Linked DNA regions of Sus scrofa: region 1 is linked to region 2. The links are chromatin contacts, called in public HiChIP or PLAC-seq maps. All regions are on one chromosome and are shown on one strand. The core of a region is the stretch at or near the end of the contact, and the rest is flanking DNA. Distances in the headings are between cores, read along the strand shown. Region 1 holds the start of CLK1 (CDC like kinase 1). Region 2 holds the start of TYW5 (tRNA wybutosine-synthesizing protein 5).

Region 1 (2,963 bases), core at 17-2,516, 980 kb after region 2:
TCCAATTGATCAACTTTGGGAAAAATCCTTTCCTGCCAGAAGCACGCATTTACTTTATATATAACTCGCCCATTCAGATGTGCATCACTTTTTTTTATTATTTCCCCAATACAATTTTTTTTCTACTGTACAGCATGGTGACCCAGTTACACATACACGTATACATTCTTTTTCCTCACATTATCATGCTCCATCATAAGTGACTAGACATAGTTCCCAGTGCTACACAGCAGAATTTCGTTGCTAATCCCTTCCAAAAGGAGAGAAACACCTAGCTTAGCCTACGAGCAACTTACACAACCATCGGTGTAAACCATTTTCCCTAAAGAAATGTCAGAACCAAAAATCCCTAACAACTTGAAAAAGACATTAGAGATAAACTTTTCATCAACTACCGTTCACAGCAGTACTAACCGCCCGGGCACCACCTCGTCTCTAAACACAACTTAAGGGGATCCAATTGTTCCCAAGGGGGTGGGCTGGGGGAGAAACTCCCAAGCCTGTGCCCGACCGCCTGGCTTCTCTCACAAGCTCCTCCAAATATGCCACATCATTTCTCTTCCGTCGAGTTCCTAAACCTGCTTTCTGTTTACGCCACTGACGGCAAAGACACTCGCCATTTCCCCTCGAATTACTTTAAGACTCGAGCGGACAGTGAGACCGTCTTACACCCGGTCCCTGTGTTCCTTCTTTCCCTCTGTTACGAACGAAGGTCCTCAGAGGAGCGCGTCTCACGCACATTCCAGAACGCCGTTCTGGCGGCCACCCTCCGCCCGCAGCTTCGCCGCCTCCGCCCCGCCGCCATCTTAGAGCTCGGCCGACGCCTGCGCCACCGACATGGCGCTCGGAGCGCCGGGGATCGGGATCCCTGCTCCCTCTAGGGAAGGCACACGTTCGAGCTCTCTCCGCCTAACAAACACTGTCACTACCCTCCGCCAGGGTCTGGAGCGTCACGGTTCAAATAGAAATCCGCAGCGGCGGACTCGGAAAAGCATAGAAGACGAGCTGTCCACCTTTGTGCAGCCGAAGCGCGGTGGGGGGCGGTGCGAGGGGAAAAGGGGTCACCCTGCAGGACTGCAGACGGCCAACAAGCTTGAAGGGGAACGTCACAGACGCTCTCGGGAAACAGAAAAGGGGCCCTGACACCCAGCCCGCTTCCTTCTGCATCTTACCGTCCAGGCCAAAAAGTCCAAGCCTCAGGAGACAATGCTTGCAACGCGACAACGGAAAACACCCAGCTGGCTGCGACAAGGTCCAACAACAAAATGGAGCCGATTGCCGAAGCGTCTGGGCTCTCCGGGAAAACAAGATGACGCTGCAAACGTCACTCCGCCTCCGGGTGGGGCGGGGCTTGCACAAAGGGTGGGGCTGAGCTGGCGCCCAGGGAGGGGGGCGGGGGACGTGTGCGCAGGCGCCGGGTTCGAAGCTCCGCAACCAGGTTGAGCAGAGGGAGCTGTGACCGCGGCCATGTTGTCTCTGTTCTGTGTTTGGGCTGAGGAGACGTTTTAAGCGTTGGGGAGGAGCGCCTCGTCCATGCTCAACTAAAAATTGTATTTGTGAACGCTAGAAATGAGAAGCTGAAGGAAGCAGAGTGCGAAATAGCGTTACAACGTCTAAAATAATGCTTTAAAAAATTTACACCACCTTCATCAGATAGTTCCAAATTAGGACGTGCCTGGATTTGGACTTTTGCTAAGGTTCTGAAACCAATTTAAAATTTTAGTGGCTGGGACTCACGGACAGAAATTGGATTGGAAGGATTTTCCCGAGATTTTCAAAGGCGAAGAAATGTGAGAGGGACTCCTCACAATATAGCAACACTTCCGCATGGAGCAAGGCCTCTGCGTGTAAAGGCCAAGTAAACTAAAGAGTTGGGGTGGGGGGACTGAAAGATCATTAAGAGAAGACAAATTTGGACTTCTCTTGGAGTTCCCTGGTGGCTCAGCAGCTTAAGGATCTGATGTCACTGCTGTGACATACTCTTTTCTCGCCATTGAAAGGCTTATACTCCTTCCATTTCTTTATCATATATACCTGAGGCACATCTTTGATAGTGGGTTAAAAAAAAAAAATGGCCGGAAAATGGGAACTAGAATCAAATGAGGAGTTCCCTTGTGGTGTAGTGGGTTTAGGATCCAGGCTGACACTGCAGCAGCTTGGCCATGAAACTTCTACATGTCTTCCAAAAGAGGACAGAATTATCTGGAAACAACCTCTGAATAACAAAAATAAAGCTGCAACTTGATAGAACAAAGTAATTGCCGACCCTGGCCATAAACATTAAAAAAAAAAAAAAAAAAGGAAGCTCTGAGGAACTGCTCTGAAGAGGTAGGGAAGAGGTCAGTATTATGATTTTTTTTTTTTTTTTGTCTTTTGTCTTTTTTGTTGTTGTTGTTGTTGCTATTTCTTGGGCCGCTCCCGCGGCATATGGAGGTTCCCAGGCTAGGGGTCGAATCGGAGCTGTAGCCACCGGCCTACGCCAGAGCCACAGCAACGCGGGATCCGAGCCGCGTCTGCAACCTACACCACAGCTCACGGCAACGCTGGACCGTTAACCCACTGAGCAAGGGCAGGGACCGAACCGCAACCTCATGGTTCCTAGTCGGATTTGTTAACCACTGCGCCACGACGGAAACTCCAGTATTATGATTTTAAAGAAGGTGGGTACTTGGAATCAACCACACATCTTGGCAGAGGGTTGCTGCTAGTCACAAGGAGCAGGTATCTCTGTTACTGATTTTAGTGCTCTTCTAGATATGAAAAGATGTAAGAAATTGGGCCTATAAAATCTCCTGGAAATATCTTATCTGAAGGCCTGTTCTACCATGTTTTCCTGGAGCACAGAGGCCTCATTCCTGAACTCCTTTCAGGGTGTGTTGAAGATCATCGACTGCAGTTGGCTAGTCACTTCACTCTTAGAGAACTAGGTGGCAGGGACAATTTTTATTTGGCAGTAGATAGGG
Region 2 (3,182 bases), core at 667-3,166:
ATACATGGGCTTTTACTGCCCTTTAATGAAACACACGTTGCAAATATTTTTCTCCCAATTTATATTTTATGTACTCAATTTTAACCTTTTCTTTTATTACATCTGAGTTAGAAAGCCCTGCATAGAACTAGACTACAGAGAAATTTACCCATGTTTTCTGCTAGCACTTACAGTTTGATTTTTTTTTTTTTTAACATTTAGATCTAGATTCCATTTGGAGATTACTGTTGTGTATGGTGTCAGATATAAATCTAATTTAATCATTTTCTAAATGACTATCTAGTTGTCCAAGCTCTATTTATTTAAAAGTTCATCTTTGCCCCAGAAATGTTTAAAATGTCATGCTCATCACATACTAAGTTCCAAATGAATGGAAATTTATCCAGACTCCAGAGAAATATATAAATATCTCCAGAATATGGATAAATACATATATATATTTACGTTGCCATCCAGATGTGTGTGTGTACATACAGGTTTCCATCCAGACTTCCTATTCTATTCCTCTGGTCTGTCTCTTCATGCAGTTTGTACCACACTGCTGATTATTAAAACATGTTTAAAAATTTGATAGAACTATACCCCCTTACAGCCCTTCTTTAGTGTTTCCAAGTACAAGAGTCTTGTTTTGCAACACAGCTATTAATTTCTAGTTTTGTTACATTGTAACCACAGTGTTGTTTGTAATTTTCCACTTTATGAAACTTGATGATGCTTTCTTTTTGACATATTACACGTCTTATTTCTGTTATTAAATTACAAGACACTTTGCTATGCACCTGGCAAAGCAATTTCACAACCCTCCATCCTCTGATCTTCACAATACTGTCCTGTAGGCATCTTACACTAACAAGTCCTGTGGTGGGGGTTGGGAAAACAGTCACCCTTTAGCACTAGTCCCCCAAATAAATGAAGGCTTGTATGCTCCCATTAGGTTGCCAACTCCGAAAAGAAAAAAAACTTCCATCTCGGACTTTTCTAATACTCAGGAGTATGCCCAACCACCTTCACAGATCAAGTAAAACTGCTCTCTACCGTGAGGAGACTCTTAACTGTAACTTTAGTGGGTTTGTTTGTTTGTTTTTTCTTAAAATATCTGCTGGGCTCTTAAATTTCAGTTTTTCTGAAGCCTGGAGTCCCCCGAAAAAACGCTCCAAGTAAAAACACTTCCCTCCCCCCATTAATATTTTTGTCTGAGTTTTCCTTTAAAGAGTTATGGTTTGAGTTACACATATATGAAAATCGAACATCTGAACTAGAACCCATGCTAGTTAGAATCCACGACCAGTAGAAGTTTCTCGGAGGATTCCCATTGCTTCCTCTTTTGGCTTGGTGCAGTAAAAAATTGCTTCTTCAAATCCATAAACTCGCATAGACGAACACGCGCCGTTGAAGCCACCGGAGGGGGCAGCTAGCAGTGTTATTAGGCAAAATATTTCTCGTACCCAGCTCTCTGTCGTTAGCCTTCTTCCCAGAACCGTGGAGAGGTTCTCTTTTGAAAATTTAAGAGATGAGCAGGTCAGCATCCCCCACGTGCCCTCTCGTTTGGTAGCAGAGGCAACCAGCCATCTTCAGCCGAGAGTCGCCTCCTCCCTACACTATGGGTCGCAAGAAACCGGTTCGGATCCGCTCGAGTGGTGGGCTTCTCGCGGTTCAACCCCGCGGGAGGACCTCACCTGCGGGTAGAGATGCTCGGTGAACTGCTCCTGCGAAACGCCCTCGAGCCGGGGTACCAGAAAACGCTGCCCGGCCATAGTTGCTCACGTGAGCCTGTCCTCCTCCAAGTCCCGGGAACTTCGGTCTTAACACATTTCTTCGCGCGCGATCCGCTCGGAAACACGACCCTGAGAGAAAAGGTCCGTGCGCCCGGCAGAGTAGCGAGTTCCGCAAGTTGGAGCGCCGGCCTGGGGGCCGCGTGTGCTGAAGAGCGGGGATGGGGCGGACTCACCAGGGGTGGCAGCAACAGACCAGCTTGACTCTTCCAGTCTTTCTCCAAACCCGCTGAGGTGTTTCCCACCGACTTTCTTTCCGTATTGCACTAGCAAACGCTGGGGGTGAAAGGTCACAAAGATGGCGCTGGCCGTACGTCTTTTATCCCGCTTACTGCTATTTCGGCCTCTGCCCGGCTGGGCCGCCCGACTCCAGAGCCCTGGTTCGACCGAGGTGAGGCCGCCATGGCCTGGATTTTGCTGCTTCTGCCGCCGCCGCCTTGGTTCGGGAACGACCCCATTTCCTCGAGTCTCTTGGGCCTTGGCGCTGCCAGCTCGGGGTCCTGGGCGTCCCCTGCTCAGCCCTCGGGAGCTCCCTGCAACCCTCCCCGCCTTCTCTTCCTGCTCTCGGCGAACCTACAGCACGGAGGATCAGCCCCAGCAGCGCCAGAAAACCAAGATGATCATTCTGGGGTTCCCCAACCCCATCAACTGGGTTCGGACTCGAATTTACTCCTTCCTTATCTGGGCCTATTTCGACCAAGAGTTCAGCATCGCAGAATTCTCAGAGGGAGCGAAGCAGGTTTGTTTAATTTCTCTGCAGATAATCTGCCCACCTCTCACGCATTCAGCTATTACACGAAAAAGTGTTTAGCGGTGAGATTTCCACCAGGTCCCAAGTTATGAAATATGGGTAGTCACGCAGCCGCAGAGCCCTCCGGACACTTCCTGACTTAAGCGTCTCCTTATGTTTTATATGGTCGCCGAGAATAAAAGGGTTTGATGGAGACTCCAGGGTGAAGTCCCTTAATTATCTTTTCCACTCTCTACAGGTTTTGAATCAAATAGAAATGGATTCAAAGCCTGTTTCGGCCACTTCTGCCAATGGCTCTTTTTTCTGAATGTCATTTTCTGCAGAATGAAGAAGGCAGTATTGATTGTATGCTGGTATTGATATATTTACTCCTAATTTTTTCAGATTATTTCTATAAACAAGGCCATTAATGTTTATTTATGTGACCTGCCTGTTATAAATTAAATGTTTTCAGCTTTATGTAATCATTATCAGTATTAACTCCTGCTTTTTGCTTCCTGGAGTCAACTCTTGATTGATTTATCTTTTTATAAAAGAGTTAAAAAGCAAAGGGCAGACCTGATTAATAGCATTGTAAGGGATAAATCTCTGCTTATGTTCTCAAAATCTTTTGCCTGTGCAGAGGTAAATAATCATGATGCTACTTTTTCCACGGTTGC

Evidence for each region. HiChIP or PLAC-seq counts read pairs in DNA pulled down with a chosen protein or histone mark.
Region 1: an H3K27ac HiChIP or PLAC-seq map of skeletal muscle shows a contact between it and region 2. The contact joins the promoter of CLK1 here to the promoter of TYW5 in region 2. A contact is called at or near these places in 2 of 2 datasets of contacts at active chromatin or transcription factors (alveolar macrophages and skeletal muscle).

What each region holds. Positions count from the first base shown.
Region 1 is chr15:104,560,876-104,563,838 of Sscrofa11.1, forward strand. CLK1 (CDC like kinase 1) reads right to left here and starts at 1,267. Exons shown (of 13, transcript NM_001123099.1): 1 at 1,173-1,267.
Region 2 is chr15:103,576,985-103,580,166 of Sscrofa11.1, forward strand. It overlaps TYW5 (tRNA wybutosine-synthesizing protein 5), which reads right to left and starts at 1,917. Exons shown (of 8, transcript XM_003133570.5): 1 at 1,677-1,917. The coding sequence starts at 1,754. MAIP1 (m-AAA protease-interacting protein 1, mitochondrial) reads left to right here and starts at 1,942. Exons shown (of 5, transcript XM_003133571.3): 1 at 1,942-2,511. The coding sequence starts at 2,071.